Regions from separate parts of the Mus musculus genome. Here regions 2, 3 and 4 are each linked to region 1. A link is a contact called in public ChIA-PET and Hi-C data. All regions are on one chromosome and are shown on one strand. The core of a region is the stretch at or near the end of the contact, and the rest is flanking DNA. Distances in the headings are between cores, read along the strand shown. Region 1 holds the start of A930015D03Rik (RIKEN cDNA A930015D03 gene). Region 2 has its middle 20 kb from the start of 4833427F10Rik. Region 3 has its middle 28 kb from the start of Rpp21. Region 4 overlaps 2410017I17Rik (RIKEN cDNA 2410017I17 gene).

Evidence for each region. A called contact is a pair of places that touch in the nucleus more often than the background predicts. ChIA-PET counts read pairs in DNA pulled down with a chosen protein or histone mark.
Region 2: a Hi-C map of the G1E-ER4 cell line shows a contact between it and region 1, with 3 times the contacts expected there. The contact joins the enhancer-like site here to the promoter of A930015D03Rik in region 1. A contact is called at or near these places in 3 of 39 promoter capture datasets (the C10 cell line, cranial neural crest and pre-B cells), 10 of 484 Hi-C or Micro-C datasets (CD4 T cells, the G1E-ER4 cell line, the N1E-115 cell line and 6 more) and 3 of 115 datasets of contacts at active chromatin or transcription factors (effector CD8 T cells, memory CD8 T cells and pro-B cells).
Region 3: a contact with region 1 is called in an RNA polymerase II ChIA-PET map of memory CD8 T cells, with 40 read pairs. The contact joins the enhancer-like site here to the promoter of A930015D03Rik in region 1. A contact is called at or near these places in 2 of 39 promoter capture datasets (cranial neural crest and maxillary cranial neural crest), 1 of 15 datasets of contacts at CTCF or cohesin (the NIH/3T3 cell line) and 5 of 115 datasets of contacts at active chromatin or transcription factors (the SCID.adh cell line, effector CD8 T cells, embryonic stem cells and 2 more).
Region 4: a contact with region 1 is called in an RNA polymerase II ChIA-PET map of memory CD8 T cells, with 23 read pairs. The contact joins the enhancer-like site here to the promoter of A930015D03Rik in region 1. A contact is called at or near these places in 4 of 39 promoter capture datasets (hematopoietic stem and progenitor cells, hippocampal neurons, liver and 1 more), 1 of 15 datasets of contacts at CTCF or cohesin (large pre-B cells), 3 of 115 datasets of contacts at active chromatin or transcription factors (embryonic stem cells, large pre-B cells and memory CD8 T cells) and 2 of 9 other capture datasets (adipose tissue and liver).

The regions. Positions count from the first base shown.
Region 1 is chr17:35,992,325-35,996,358 of GRCm38.p6, forward strand. It overlaps A930015D03Rik (RIKEN cDNA A930015D03 gene), which reads left to right and starts at 2,180. Exons shown (of 2, transcript NR_015618.2): 1 at 2,180-2,236.
Region 2 is chr17:35,750,067-35,754,100 of GRCm38.p6, forward strand. No RefSeq gene overlaps it. Among named protein-coding and RNA genes, the nearest start is that of 4833427F10Rik, 20 kb to the right of the region's middle. Within about 2 kb of position 2,300, at least 117 of the 459 cell types and tissues checked have an H3K27ac peak or open chromatin away from gene starts, as enhancers often do. A contact at or near this core is called in the G1E-ER4 cell line, erythroblasts, memory CD8 T cells and 1 more, where this site is marked.
Region 3 is chr17:36,227,410-36,231,443 of GRCm38.p6, forward strand. It overlaps the pseudogene Gm18604. Among named protein-coding and RNA genes, the nearest start is that of Rpp21, 28 kb to the right of the region's middle. Within about 2 kb of position 1,887, at least 10 of the 459 cell types and tissues checked have an H3K27ac peak or open chromatin away from gene starts, as enhancers often do. A contact at or near this core is called in the SCID.adh cell line, effector CD8 T cells and memory CD8 T cells, where this site is marked.
Region 4 is chr17:36,159,136-36,163,169 of GRCm38.p6, forward strand. 2410017I17Rik (RIKEN cDNA 2410017I17 gene) reads left to right here. Exons shown (of 4, transcript NR_033517.1): 3 at 1,890-2,011; 4 at 2,102-3,239. It also overlaps a transcript of Gm8909 not described here and the pseudogene Gm6659. Among named protein-coding and RNA genes, the nearest start is that of Gm8909, 7.4 kb to the right of the region's middle. Within about 2 kb of position 2,181, at least 27 of the 459 cell types and tissues checked have an H3K27ac peak or open chromatin away from gene starts, as enhancers often do. A contact at or near this core is called in memory CD8 T cells, where this site is marked.

The sequences.
Region 1 (4,034 bases), core at 930-3,429:
CGGCCACGTTAGTAATATTTATTTAGTTTGTTTATATGAGTACACTGTAGCTGTCTTTAGAGACAGCAGAAGAGGGCATCAGGTCCCATTACAGATGGTTGTGAGCCACCACGCGGTTGCTGGGAATTGAACTCAGCTCTTAACCATTGAGCCAGCTCTTCAGTCCCCATTTTAAAGAACGAATCCGTGAAGGTAGGCATGGTGGGACACACCTTTAATTCCAGCACTCGGGAGGCAAAGGCAGTTGAATCTCTGTGAATTTGAGGCCAGCCTTATCTTACAGAGTGAGTTTCAGAACAGCCAGGGCTGTTAAACAGAAATCCTGTCTGGAAACAAAACAGAAAACCCATAGAGCTGGGTGTGGTGGGGCACACCTTTAATTCCAGAGCTTGGAAGGCACAGGCAGATCTCTGAGTTTCAGTCCAGCCAGAGCTCCACCATGAGACCCTGTTGGAAAAAAAAAATAATAAAAATTTAACCCTAGGACTAAAAGGCAGGGAAATAATTGGCTGTAGACCACTGTGTTTGCAACTTGGACATTTATTTGGAAGGGGAAAGTGACCAGAGGGTTTTATAGCCATCCTAGAAGGAAAATGAACCAGAAACAGTGGGGGAAAGACTGTTTGACTGTTTGATAGATGGACAGGCTGTTGGATTGCTTCTCTCTCTCTCTCTCTCTCTCTCTCTCTCTCGTGTGTGTGTGTGTGTGTGTGTGTGTGTGTGTGTGTGTGTGTGTTGGTGATGGAGTTGTAGAGTAAGGGAACAGAGTGTAGCATGGCTCTAGTTTGGCATGTTTGTTATGGGCGATCTCCAGAGACAATATATGCAGACAGTATATGCAAGCACAGCTTGGGGAAGAGATGCTGGCTGGAGACATTGGGCACCATCAGCATAGAGGTGGGAGGAGAGGAATAGGTCATCTTCAGAGTGTAGTGTAAGCTGAGAACCTGTGTAGGAAGAGAGGAGAATTTGCAGGCGTCTTACTTCTTGTCTGGGAAGAGGAGTAAGCCAGTTAGAGAAAACCAGGAATGTAAAGGGGAGGGAGGAGAGAAGGCCCAGAGGAAGACGATGGAGGTTGAAGGTAATTGGGTTGGGGGTGGGGGGTGGGCAGGGTCAGGGTGGCATTGAACATTGTGGTGCAGTGGACCCATTGAAGAGATGAGCTTGAAGGCCCCATATAGCGGATAGAGGTGCAGGCATTGGAATAAGGATGTAATTGTCAAGTAATTTGGCTATGGGGTGGAGAGAAGGCTCAGCAATTTAGGAGCACTTGATTCTCTTCCAGGGTTTCTAGCATTCACACCCAGCAGCTCACAACAGCCTATAACTGGTGGTGACGTTCAGATAGCTGTGCGGCTACAGCTCATCTTTATGTTGAAATATTATGTATCAGTAGGTAGTAAGTAATGAGTAGCTGCAACAGCAGGAAAAACACTTGGAACTCAAGATCCCCACAGCCTTGGGTAAAGGGTCGGTCCACCGCACCTGCGACTCCGCAGTGCCACCTGCTGGTCAAGATGCGTCATGGCTGCGCAGAGGAAACCCTGACGTCGCGCGACGTTCGATGGAGCTGGGCTGTGGTGCACCCCTTTAACCCCAGCTTTTCAGGCTGAGACAAGAGGATTGCTGTGAACAGATAGGCTATCCTGGGCTAAATAACAAGACCTTATCTCATACCACAAATAAAAATTATCTTAGAGCTATTGCGTTGCTGCTGTTTTGAAACCGTTTAGCTTCGTTCTTCTACTCGTAGCAGATTTCAATGGTTGGAAAAAGTCATTTATTTATTTATTTATTTATTTATTTATTTATTTATTTATTTATTTATTTATTTATTTATTTGGTTTTATTTTTTGAGACAGGGTTTCTCTGTGTAGCCCTGGCTGTCTTGGAATTCACTCTGTAGACCAGGCTGGCCTCGAACTCAGACACCAACCTGCCTGCCTAGTGCCGAGTGTTAGGATTAAAGGTGTGTGCCACCACGGCCAGCTCGAGATAATTTCTAATACCATCTGACAGTCCATTCTTTGGGTGAAATGGTCCCCCATAGGTTCAAGTGTTTGAACGGTCGGTCCCCAGCTGCTAGCGGTTTTTGGGGAACCTTTAAGAAGGTGGAGCCTTGATAGCGGAAGTCCCACCCAACGGGTGAAGAAGACGGATGTGTTTCGCCCGTGGGCTTGGCTTTGCGTCTAGTCCGGCGTCGCAGACCGGTTTCGCCATGTCTCTTCCTCAAACGGTAAGCCCACGAAAACCTTTTAAAGTCGCTGTTTGTTTGTTTTGGTCAGAAATGTCGGTTATCAAATCTAGAAAAGCGTACAATCGTCAAGCCTTCGCAACTTGAAGCGCCTACTATAGTATTTTTCATTTTAATTTTCTCGGCTCAACTAAGCTTACTTAGTAGATTTATTCATTCATTTCAGGACAGGTTTTCTCTGTGTAGCCCTGACTTTCCTGGAGCTCGATCTGTTGACTAGGCTGGCCTCGAACCCAGATCTATCTGCCTAGGCCTACGGAGTGCTGGAAATAAAGACCTGCACCACCATGCCCGGCCCTCATTAGATTTTAATTTCCCCAGCTTTATTTATTTAGGTGTAAGTGACAAAAATTGCACACGTTTGAAATATATAACGTGGTGTGTTAAAACACATTGTTTAGGGCCGCGGAGGTTGCTTAATCGGTAAAGAGCTTGCTTTGTAGCACAGGACCTCCGAGGTTGATCATCGGAAATCGCTTTAAAAATGTGAGCGTGGTGGCTTGTTATGAAAACCCAGCTGGGAGGAAGACAGGCCGATCCCCGGGACTACTCGGGACTACTCGGTGAACCGCAGTAGCCTAAGTAGTGAGTCTTAGAGGAAAAAAAAATGGAGGCTGTGTTAGGAAAGATACAGTTGTCCTCTGGTCTCCACTCTTCACACCTTATAAAGGGAATGGTGGTAGGCACGGTGTCTCACTCCTTTAATGCCAGCATTCAGGAGGTGGATTTCTGTGAGGTCAGGATGAATGAGCCATGGAAGAGATTAAGCCAGTTACTCAGAGAACTCGATATTGGTTTTTTTTTTTTTTGGAGGGGGGGGGACTGGGGGGGGGGCGGTCTTGCTATGTAGTAGGGTCTGGCCTGGACTCTGTCTGCCTTTGCCTATTGAACGCTAGGATTAAAGGCATTCGCCACCATGTCTGGTTGAAATGAAGTTCTTGATGTGTTAGAAGTCTAATAAGCAGGGCTGGAGAGAGGGCTCAGCAGGTAAGAGCACCGGCTGCTCTTCCAGAGGACCCAGGTTCAGTGTCCAGCACTGGTGGCTGCATGCAGGCAAAAATATTCATACATTGGATCCTGGGTGGTCACAGGAAACATTGTTTAATGAAAGTTGCTAGCCCAGATCACATTCTTGCTGAGTTGAAATTTGGTGCTGGTAGTTCATAGCATGTCCGTACACAGCAGGGAAAATACAGATGGTATTATCCGCCCGAGAAGATTGCTCAGACATGGGTTTAAGCCACTAGAAAGTCTTTAGTAGCTGGCTGGGGGTGACACTGAGTGTCCAGGCTCCCAGTGTCCCCGAGTCTTTCTCTGAGTGAACTTTTTTTTTATTGTTTTTTTTTTATTAGGTATTTTCCTCGTTTACATTTTCAATGCTATCCCAAAGGTCCCCCATACCCCCCCCCCCCGAGTGAACTTTTAAACACCAAAAACCATGTTCTGGGTTGACATACTTGAGTTAACAAGAACAGTTATCCAGAAGCAGACAGCAATGTTAGTACATTTAGACATTTCCCCAGAACTACAGACTTTGATGGATTAAGTCTTTGTTTTCATTTTGTCCGGGGGATACTGTCTTGGTGCTGAGTTTTACATCCTGAATGGCACTTCCATCATGGAGTCACTTGTGCTAAGGTCTCAGAGGCCTACTGAGTGGTTGTTATTGACTATCTTGTTAATAACAAGACTATTAACAGAGGTGGCTAAGAATTGACGGAGAAGTGTAAGGCCTTGAGAGACAAATCACGTGCTGGGGTCCTTGGTTAGTGTGATTACA
Region 2 (4,034 bases), core at 1,050-3,549, 240 kb before region 1:
TATGATGACTCTCCCTAAGGGAACAATGCCTGGGGCCGAGTTAGATGTGGGTGCAGGGTGGAAAGCTTTAACCTGGAATAGGATGAGGGTGTGGGAGGTTAGGGGAAGGATGTGTGAAGAGGAAGCATAGAAAACTACTACTTTATAAGCTCATTAAAAAGTATCAGGAGAGATACCCAATATCGGTGCCCGATGATCTCACAGCTATAGTATGTTAAGTCAAAAAACCCACTTCTGGGTGTAGAATACTTTTTTATGGATTGTTGATCAGAGAACACCCAGGAGTCCCCATTATAACTTCGGCTACTGTCATGGCTCTTGGTTGCCCATCAGAGCTAGAGAGTAAGACTTTTCTGCTGAAGACACCTCACACTCTGAATATAAGACAGACAGACAGACAGACAGACAGACACACACACACACAGAATCAAACTGGAACTAAGCTGGAAGCTTCCTCCTGCTGCCTAGCGTTCACAGCACCAGATGGTGCTATGCATGCTGTTGGGAAGAAAAATCAATACACTTAGCCATCTGTGGACACTACAGGCCACAGTGTGGACCCACCGGGCTAGATGTTACCAAGGATTGCCTTAGTAGTGTAACTGTTCTGGGAACAGCCACTCTCTACTTGGATTCCACAAGAAGATATAAACCTCTAGCATTGTAAACCCGGTTAAAACCCTATGGACTGGGGAGATTGCAGGCTCCAAGAGAGAATCTACTACAGATGTTTTGCTAATATACCGTGTAGTAAAACTGCCTTCTAAATATTTGTGCTTACTCTAAATAGGCTAGTTGAGTGCTCAGCCTTAACCAGAGAAGTCTTTTCCAGGAGTTAGAGACCCATTACTAGGCCAGCTAAGCCTAGTGCTGAGAGTAAGGGGTTGTTGGATAGTTTGCCCCAAACGAACATAGCGAGAGAGAAGATGCAAAGACCACAAAGGATGCTGCGGGCCTTGGTGTTCTGCATATGGCATGGCCATTGTAACCATGAGCACACAGCAGCTGACTGCCTTATTACTCACATGTGCCGGCACACAAGACACAAGGGGAAGAGGAGGACTAGGAAGAAGGAAGGGATCAGCAGGAGGAGGGAGGAGATGAGAGGTTATGAGGTGAATATGATCACAGTATAGTCACAATACACATCTATAATGTTCATCTATGAAGCTGTTAATTAAAAAATCAATACTTCCCTCTTTATTTTGCCACTATGCTATCTATCGCATACTTTCCTTAAATGCTTATTTTATAGGTTTTTATAACTTATTTTTGATGAGATATGTATTTGTGATGGGGGTGGATAGAGGTGCCATGGTGCTTGTGTGTAGAGATCAGAAGACAACTTTAGAGAGTCTCCTCCTCCTCCTCCTCCTCCTCCTCCTCCTTCTTCTTCTTCCTCTTCCTTGTTTTCTTTTTCCTCCTCTTCTCCTCCTCCTCCTTCTCCCTCTCATTCTTCTTTTCCTTCTTCTTCCTCCTCCTCCTCTCCTTCATCCCCTTTTCTTCCCCCCTCCTCCTCTCCTCTCCTTCCTCTTCTTCTTTGTGGTGCCTCAGTTTGAACAAAAGTGCTCACATAGGAGCAGCACTACTTGAAAGGATTGAGACACGTGGCCTTATTGGAGGAAGTGTGTCCTTGAGGGTGGGCTTTGACGCTTCAGAAGCTCCAGCCAGGCCCAGTGGCTCTCTCTCTCTCTCCCTCCCTTCATGCTGCTTGATGATCCAGATATATGACTCTCAGCTCCTCTCCAGTGCCATGTCTGCCTGTGGAGGGTCAGGCATTCAAGGCCAGTCCTGGCTGTATAGTAGTTTGAAGTCAGCCTGAGCTACAACAGACTTGATCTCAAAAGCACCACAACCAAACCCAATAGATAGGGGCTGGAGAGATGGCTCAGCGGTTAAGAGCATCACCTGCTCTTCCAGAGGTCCCGAGTTCAAGTCCCAGCAGCCACGTGGTAGCTCACAACCCTCTGTAATGGTGGTCTGATGGCCTCTTCTGGTGTGTCTGAAAAGAGCAATGGTCTACTCATATACATAAAATAAATGAGTAAATGTTTATTTAAAAAAACCAATAGATAATAAAAAATAATAACTCAATGACTTGTGGGAATCCTCCTGTCTCTACTTTCCATAGAGATTGTGAAGATTACAGGAGGGACCATCATGCTCTACTGGGCTGCTGCAGGGTGTAGCTAAGGGACTGAGCCCCTGCCTGTCATGCGTGAGGCTCTAGAGGGACAGAGACAGTAACACACAATAGAGTGTTCCTGCTGACACAGGCAGCTGGCACACACGCCCAAGCTTGGCAACAAGGAGCCCCTTTCACGATTTTATGTGAGTTAGAAAGAGCGGCTTCTTCCTTCCTTCCTCTGGGCAGGCAGCCCATGACCTAACCACACTGGTTAGCATTCAGCCCTGTTTACCAGACTTTGTTGGAGTTTGTGGGCAGGGTGGTACTGGTCCAACCTTCCTGGTGGCCCGGGTTATCTGTTGGGTCACATTTGAAACATGAAAGCATTTTCAGTTAGGGATGAGGGCTTTGGAAAAGAGGAGGAAGGGGCGTGGACAATCTTCTTCTCTGTGGCCTTCCTGTGATGTGTGGGCACAGGTCCACATTGCAGGATCACCCACAGCAGGGAGCCTCCAAGTGTTTCAGTAACAATTGTGCTTCCTAAAAATCGGCCAGTTGGCAAGCAGGGGGCTGGGGGTGGGGACTGGGACAGGGACTCTTACTACTCACAGTTCCTGAATTATATGCAAATCGCACCTTGGAAAACCCAACAAATAAACAGGAAACGTGGAGTTAAGTAACAAGAGGTTGATGGACTTCGAGGAAGTTTATGTGACCCCTACCCAACCCCACCCCCACCCGCGCAAAAAAAAAAAAAAAAATTGGCTGCAAAGCCTAGGTTCTGTGAGGGTAGCTCCCTTGTGATCTTGAGCAGGGAGCAAGCCTTCAGGGAGGTCAAGGCGGTGGGGAGAGGGATGGGGCTGGAGAGGACTGCAGATGTGGCATCCTTCTTCCCCACAGCCCAGCCCCGCTTCCTTTGTGTGTGTATATGTGTGTGGTGTGTGTGGGCGTGTGGATGTGTTCCTGATTGTGAGCACACGTGTGCATGCAGGTGCCTGTGCACGTGTGTGTGGAGGCCAGAGGTCGCTGTCAGGTGTCTTCCCTCAACCACTTCACCATCTTATATTTGACCCAGGGCTTCTCACCGCACCTGGAGATTTCAGGCATCCATGGCTACACCTTTAGATAAAGAGATGAGAGATGGGTAGGAAAATGAACTTTGTCTTCTAGAGGGGGGGGGGAAACCTCTTCAAGCTAAGAGATAATTCAGACTTTCTTTATATAATAGAGAGGCATAGAGAGACCCTCATCGGAGAGACCACCAGCCCAGCTTCTCTCACTACCAGCAGTGAGAACTGGGCTCCCTGAAGACAAACAACCAGAATTCGGGATTGTTATTTAATTTACAAAAATGTATGTGTATGGGTGTTTTCTCTGCATGTGTGGCTGTGTACCTCCTCCTTACAGTGTTTGTGGAGACCAGAAGGAGGTGGTGTTAGAGCCCCTAGAACTGGAGTTAAAGACAATTGGGAGCCACCATACGCGTACTGGGATCTGAACCTGGGTCAGGAAGAACAGCCAATGAGTGTGCGTCACCTCTGAGACATCTCTCCAGTTCTGCTGTTGGAAGGGCTGAAGAGATGGTTCAGGGGTGTGGGGTTTGAATATGCTTGGTCCAAGGAGTGGCCCTATTAGAAGGCCTTTTTGGAGGAGGTGTGACCTTGTTGGAGTAGGTGTGGCCTTGTGCCAGTTTGAGGGTGGGGCTTTGATACTCCTCCTAGCAGCCTGAAGACAGCCTTCTTCTAGTTGCCTTTGGACCAATAAGTAGAACTCTCAGCTTCTTCAGCATCATGTCTGCCCGCACACTAACATGCTTCCTGCCATGACGATAATGGACCGAACCTCCGAAATTGTAAGCCAGCCCCAATTAAATGTTGTCCTTTAGAAGAGTTGCTTTGGTCATAGT
Region 3 (4,034 bases), core at 637-3,136, 230 kb after region 1:
CTGTCTGTCTGTCTGTCTGTCTGTCTGTCTGTCTGTCGTGTACCTGTCCATCTTCTTCCCCAGCACAGATGAGGAGGTCAGAGGGAACCTTGCAGAACCAGGTTCTCTCCTTCCACTGTGTTTGTCTCAGGGATGGCATTGGTGGCAATTGCTTCCCCCACTGAGCCACTGACCTTGTCTTCCAAGCTCCATGGATGTTTTTCTTTAGAACTGGAGGAATTGTCCTTCAAGCACCAGAGACCAGGTTCTAGGTTTACCTAGGACACCTGCTTATAGGATGAGGTTTAATTAGTTAATCCCACTAAAAGTGACTGTTGGTTGAGGCTATTCTAAGATGATCTAGGGAGAGGTCAGGGTCTTCTTGTCCTCCCACATTGGCATTCCCTAGAGAATGGAGGTATACCTGCCCAACTCAGCATCAGGAATCCCAACCGTAGTTCAGCTCAGTGAGCAACGGAAAATTTGAAAAAGCCGCCAGGCCTCCAGTACCTTCTATCTTAAAACCTAAAACCACAAGCACAAGTTAGAAGAAGTGAGTATAAGTTACAAAACTTTATGGGAGACAGGACGAAGAGATGAGCTCTCCAATATTTGGCTACTATTTTGGCTCAGACGACAAATGTCATTGGATGGTGTCTAATGAGGCTGACTCATATCAGGACTGCTCCAGTGACACTACATACTAAACAATCACTTATAGACTGCCCATTTCATTTCGTGCAGCACGGGGCAAGTGATCTGCAGTAATCCCTGGGTCCTGTTATCCAGAGCTGTTCTAGAGCAGGTTGGAAGGATCTAGTGTTCACCATGAGCCAGAGTCTCTTCTTCTTGGTAAGCAGATCTGGGGGTCTATGTCAGGTGGGAAAGCCTGGAAGAGGTGGTTTGGGGAGGGGACAGGTCAAATTCCCACATGACTGAGTTCTCATTATTTAGAGACTCAGAATAGAATGGAAGGCCTGAGCTGGGTCCTGGGAATGTTGAGTCCTGGTGGAGATCAACATTTTTTTTTTCTGTAATCACCATTGAGTGGCAGAGCTCTGCTTTCATACCCTTGTGTTTTCTTGTCCTGGAAATCTGAGCCTCATTTCAGGACCCTCAATTTCTATATAGAAGACACTATGAAGCACCCTTAGTAAAGTGGGTGGTCTTCTTAGGCCAATTTTCAATTGTATTGTGCTGCATGAGAGACCTTGTGGGGTTTGATTCTATGCAATCCATATTGAGTGATCATGGTGGCCTCCACAGTCCCTCTGATAAGCAGACTCCTGTTCCTTCCTTGCCTATACTAGGCTGTTGGTGTAAGGAGGCTGGTGAGCATGCCCCTAGCAAGAGCGGGTGGGGAGCATCAGGGCTTGCAGCTGCCCAGGGACAGACTCCTGAGCAGGGCAGCAGCTGACAGCCCAGGTTGACAGTGAGGTGACAAATCAGGACTGTCAGCCAGCGATCACCCAGAAAGAGAAATCATAAGCTGAAAAGAAGAATACATTCATCTTGGGACACCATCTGCAGCTGAAAATGGGGAATGGACTGTCAGTCCAGACTTCCATCCTGTCCATATTGAGTGATCATGGTGACCTCCACTGTCCCTCTGGTAAAGCAGACTCCTGCTCCCTCCTTCTCCATACTCAGCTGTTACTTTAAGAGCTTCCTTCTCTGGGCGCCTCGCCACCTAGGGAGGCTGGCTAGTGTGCCCCTAACTAGGTTTAGCACTAGGTTTAGGCTGGTGCGCCACAGCTCTTCTGCCCCTCCCTCCCTCTGTCCCTTCCCCCTTCAGACCTAGCTGCTGCAGGGGGAGGACTTCTAGGCAGCAGCTGACAGTAGACAGTAGGGGCAGAAAGTGAAATAGGCAGAGGCTGACAGTAGACGCTCCTCCCTCCCTCTGTCCCCCCCCCCCCCCCCAGTCAGACCTCACTGCTGCAAAGGGAGGACTTCTAGGCAGTGGCTGACAGTAGACAGCAGAGGGTGGAAAGTGAAATCGAGTAGCTCTCTCACCCAGAAAAGGAAATTCTCAACAGATAAGAAGAAAGCATTCAGTTTGGTAAACCATTTGCAGCTAGAACTTGGGTATGAACCAGCCTGCCACCTTTTGGTCCTTTCCCACTGGTTTGGACTGTGCTGGAAAGACAACAATTTTATGCAGGCTGCAGTTCAACGACTTTGTAAATACCATGCCTACAAAAGGATTTAACACTGAGAAAACTAAGGTAACCTTGGGCAATTCTCAAACAGTCACTTTTCACTTCCGGATGTAGTCACTTTTCACTTTCTGAGCAAGAGAAATTAAGACCACTGTGATAGTTATATACCCCATGCATAGATGACATTGTGTTTGTGGTGGACTCTGTCGGTGTAGCAAACAGAAGAAGCCCAAACTGAACTTTATAAAATAACAAAGATATCAGAAAACCAGGGAGTCCCTGTACTTTTAGTTGCTACCCACCTGGTCTATCAGAGATTGAGACTTGTTACCAATAGGTGAATTGACCTCATGCACTCTTGGCATTGGCAGCCCACCTGTGCAATCATAGGAGGTGGGCTAAAGGAAGGACTTGAGAAAATACATGATATGATAATTAAAAGAAGAAAAATATTGCGGCAACAGAAAGAAAAGATTGGATTGGTGTGGAATAGATTTTCCTTGGTCTGATTTCTGACAAGTTGAAGAGTGTCTACAGCCTGGTTTTCCTGTCTGTCCTCACTGAGGCAATTAAAGCTTTGTGTTGTTGAACAGTCAGATACCCAACTCTGTTGCCTTGTGTCATGAGTAAATACAATGCTTCTTAAAGTGGTCTCTTCTCGCTGATTCACAAATCCTTTGGTACTACCATTGTGGGGAGCTAAAAAAGGCTAGTAATTGACCAGAATACAATTTTGTGGAAATTTGACCTGAAGTTAGGGAAATAAAACTTTGAAGAGAAAAAAAAAAGTGCTTGCTTCCTTCTCTGAAGCAAGGGATGCTTTCCTAACTCTGACTTTTCTTTCTGCCCTTAGGACATCTCTCCCTTGAGGCTGAAACTTCTTTGGGTCTCTTCTAGTCCTAGGCTTTGGGGGATTGCCCCCATCCTGGTCACCACAGGAGTGTTGGGAGCTGCAGCTCTCTGTCTGTGCTGGGTAGGTAACCCTGTTAGCATTTCTTTCATGTCTATGGGAGAAAAAGGAAAGGAATAGGAGCATGCTGTATAATGGTGTATAATGTATATTATTATACAGTGTATAATAGTGGTGAAGGGTATGCGGGGTGGAAGAGTTGACCTCTAGATGAATTCTCATGCATTTTGTCACTGAAGGCTTACAAATGAGTCCTGACAGAGTCAAGAGGCTGCTCAGTGCCTCCTCACCCCCTTTTTTTCAAATATGACTTTTTTTGATTTGTAAGATTAGTTCATTATTTATTTATTTATCATCATCATTTTTGATTTTATCGAGACAGGGTTTCTCTGTGTAGCCCTGGCTGTCCTGGAACTCACTCTGTAGACCAGGCTAGCCTCGAACTCAGAAATTCACCTGCTTCTGCCTCCCAAGTGCTGGGATTAAAGGCGTGCAACACCACTGCCCGGCTAGATTTGTTTATTTTATGTATATGTATATTTATTTTATCTATATGAATACACTGTTTTCATGCACACCAAAGAGGGCATAGGGTCCCATTACAGGTGGTTGTGAACGACCAGGTGGTTGCTGGGAGTTGAATTCAGGAATTCTGTAAGAACAGCTGCCAGGTGTGGTGGAGCGCGCCTTTAATCCCAGCACTTGGGAAGCAGAAGCAGGTGGATTTCTGAGTTTGAGGCCAGCCTGGTCTACAGAGACAGCATCCGGCCGCACTGGAGTACGAGTCGGGGAACGGTCTCAGAGGTCCCCGAGAGGCCGGGGGGAGGGGAGGGCGGCGGGGGTGGAGGATCTTACTCACACGCGAGCCCCGGGACGCACAATCCACAGACGACGGGTCCCCCACCCCCCACCCCGTCCAGGGAAGCCGGGACACAACGGGTCAGCAAGGCCCTCTCCCTCCCCGAACTGGCAACCCCGGGGGGTGA
Region 4 (4,034 bases), core at 931-3,430, 170 kb after region 1:
ATGTGATTATGATGATCTAGGAAAGGTCTGCAGTCCTGAATCTGCAAATACATGGTGAGAAATTAGAACAAACTGGAGACAGGCTATCAGTACATGGACTCTGCCTAGCTGTGCTGGAAAAATACTTTGACTCCAAGCCTTAAAATATCCTGTGGAGTCTGAGCTCACCTCATTCATACAGTCACGGAGCTCCCTGAATGCTGAACTTCTACAGGGAAAAGATCTCCCCTGGAGCGGAAGATCAGGGTGTCCCCAGAGCACGTAAGGAGTGCAGTGCAGGGCTGGGCCAGGCTCACAGCACTGCTACCTGGGAGGAGCTGCTCACCTTCGCATCACTTTCAACATAGAATCTGGACCCTTTGTCCAGGTTACCCCAAACTCTCCTGAGGTGTCCGTGTTCAACCCTTAGAGCTTGGTTTTGGCAATACCCTGCCTGAAGTTGCTTATTGGCTGTTCTCTGCCTTGGTCCCAAGGCTGTGAGCAGAAAGCAGCCTCTGGTTTGAGGAGGTGGGATTTAAGTATACATTTATTTTTACTGTGACTTATTCAGGACCACACTTTACAAAATGCCTTGTTTCCTTTACAGTTGTTTTGGAAAGGAAAGTTTTATGAAAACTTTTAGTTTGAATATAGAATAGTTATTTTAATTACGGCTTTATTTTGGAAAAATCTTGAGTTTTAATTCAAATGTTTGCCAATACCTTCCAAAGTAAGGTGATATTCAGAGACAGTTGTTATGATCAGCTGGCTTGCGGACATTTCTGGGGTATTCACATTTGAAGATTCCTTATTAATGAATGTCTTTGACTTAAATCTAACCAAAAACTGCAACATTATTCTTTGTACATTTTCATTATATAGTGTTAATAAGCTTAGTTTCAAATGAATAAAATATTTAAGCTATTTGTTTACCTTGCCAAAAAAAAAAAAGAAAAAAGAAAAAGAGTTCAGGGATATATCAAATCAAGGAAATGATAGAAGTCTATGTGGCAACCTTCAAGGTACTGTAGTAAGAAATCACCTAAGAGAATGTCAGATGCTGGACCTAAAACCCTTGCTCCAGGACTGGCAGAGGTAATATTGTGAAAATGGCCATTCTACCAAAGTAACCTACAGACTTAATGCACTAGTATTAGACTCTCATTAATTTGATATGTTTAGTAAATAATTTAAAAGACCACTCAGAGCCAGGCTCAGGAGTAAGAACTGGAGGTGTTTCAATCCCAGCCTCAAATTATACTGCAGAGCTCTAGTGACAGGAACAGGCTGAAACTGATCAAAAATAGACAGGAAAATCAAAGGCATGTGGTAGAGGTGCTGGACATGAAATGTCAAGGCTATGGAATACTATTCAGCTCTAAACAATGTAATCACAAACAACCAAGGCAAATGGGTGAACTTAGCATATATAGTGTTATTGAGGTCACACAAAGTCAAGAAGAAAATTACATAGCCTTTCCTCAAGTGTGGGATATAGCAAAAAGCATATGTATAAATGTATCCAATTGAATACATGTGTACAATATAACATGGCCAAAAGGAAACAAGAAAGGTAAATATTGAGAGACAAGAAGAGGCAGAATGCAGATAGTCACCTTGAGGTATGAGACAGGGTAAGAAGCCAATTGTTTTCTAGTTCTACCTCTGTCCTGGGTTCTCTCCCTCCCTCCCTCCTCTTTCTTTTTTCTTTGCCTAATGGTACTGGGTTTATATTTGATAATTCAAAGTGAATATTCAGCGGTTCAGAATGGCTATTCTAACTGAGATGTATGGCTTCTATTCTGGTTAATTTCAATGTGTGATTTTTTTTCTTGTCACTTAAAAAAAAAGATTATAAAAACAAGAATAGACAGGGGCATCACCCCAGGTGAGGGTTTTCTCTTCCCCAGGACTGAGCCCCAACTCAAGGGCAGAGGGAGGAGCTGCCTGTGGCCCCTGAACCGGTGTGCAGCAGCATTTCCTTCCTGCGCTCCAGCTATCTTTGGAGCCACTCCACGCAGGTGCTCTCCAGGTAGGCTTTATAATGCTCTGCCTCATCAGCCTGCTCCCACTTGCTTGGGGTGATGAGCACTGCCAAGTCTGCCACCAATCACGTTTTCAGGTCATCGTTCAGGGCTATGTAATCGCGACCATTGTAGGCTGTACTGCCAGTACCCGTGGAGGAGGCTCCCGTCGGACCCTACGTCACAGTCATACAACCACTGGAACATGTGAGAGCCTGCAGGACTCGCGGTCAGCCCTGCCCGCCCTTTGTGCCCTAGCAATCTCCTAAACTAAAAGTGAAAGTGGGTCTTGGGTCCCAGAGGGTCCCGCAAGTTCTGGGAGCTCCTAGGACTTGGGCCCCAGGACTTCCTGGCCCCTGAGTAAGACTAGGAGGGGTTGTGACTTCCAACATGGGGTCACTCACCACCCTTGCTCTGGTTGTAGTAGCCAAGCAGGGTACTTCACTTGGAAACTCTTCTCATGGCCCTCTGCGACTTTTGTCTGTAGCTCCCAGTACACAGGGCCCTGGAGCTTCATCCATGGCGCACGCGGCTCATATCTCAGATTCTCCACGTCGCTGTCGAAGCGCACGAACTGCGTGTAGTCCACGTCGCCGGCTTCCATGTACAGGGGCTTCCCGTGGCCCGGCCGGGACATGGCAGTGGAGAAATACCGCATCGAGTGTGAGCCTGAGGGCGGCGCGCAGTGAAACCCTGACCTCCTCCCCGGACCCCGGGCTTGTGAGCGGGTCTGGAAGGGAGCAGGGCGCCGGTCTTGCGACGTGGCTGGAGAAGGGGCGGAGGGTCGGGTGGGCGGCGCGGGGACCGGGCTTCCCCTGTGCAGTCCCCGACCCGCCCATGCCCCCAGAAGCCTTTTCCCTCCCGACCCCGCACCCACCCGTGCGCGTCTGGGTCCAGGCCAGGGCGGTCGCCTGCAGCAGAAGCAGCTTTCGCTGCACTTGCCCCCTTCTGGCAATCAGGAAGGGTCTGAGTTCTGAGATCTGCCAGGACTTCACAACCAGAGCCCTTGGCCAAGGTGGCTGGTTTCCCAAGATCTTGCTATCTAATGGGGGTGAGATCTGAGAGCAGGTCATTCATTAGTGTCCTGGAGAAGGACCTGACCCAGGTTAGGAGCAGAAGTGAAATTGGGGAGATGGGGAATCCAGGGCCCTGGGATTGCCCACCCCTGACCTAGGCTGGACTAAGAATTTGCTTCCAACACTTATAATTGAAATAAAATACTAAGAAGTTTGCCTTATAATAGCTTAGTGCAAATAGAACTGCAGAATAGGATAATTCCTCATCTTCAGGCACTGCAGCTTTAGCTCAGAGTTCTCTGACTTCCCCAGGAAGATTGTTGGAGAACTGCACTTCCCAGTTATCTGCTGCACTGTAGCAAAGCAGCCAAGCTCAGCATGTGGAGACAGCACAGCACTGATACTTCCCACAGTCTGTGACATCAAGAGTCCTTGGTGACCCTGGTTCAGGAACTCTCCCAGGTCCTGTTTTCTTCTTGCTGTGTTTTCTCAAGGCTTCTCTAGAGCTGGGGTCACATGAGATAAGGTTTCCTCATATGGCAGCTGGAAAGGACTCAGGTTCTGGCTGGCTGGCCCAGAGAGACATCTGTCTCTTATTTACCTAGAAGTCTCTTTAGACTGCTCTTGAAAGAGCAGCTTACTTACCTAGAGCCAGCCATGAGAGAGAGAGAGAAAGAGAGAGAGGGAGAGAAAGAAAGAGAGAGAGAGAGAGAGAGAATGATAGAATATTACAGAATGTGTGCAATAGGTTCATGATCCAATACAAGAACATGACCATACTATCAGTCTCTCTCTGTCAGGAAAAGGGAGAGAGCAGGTCCTGACCACCTGAGAGGATGGAATCAAGGGCAGAGCTGCAAATCTGTGAATACTCACTCTAACTACAATGTTACTCCAGCATCCTGTGAGTCAGATGGACATTTAGTGATCTTTTTGCAAGGTTTAAAAAAAAACAGTTTAAAATTTGATACAACAAAAGAAGACACAAGTTTCTCAGTTTTCATTGAAAGGTCTT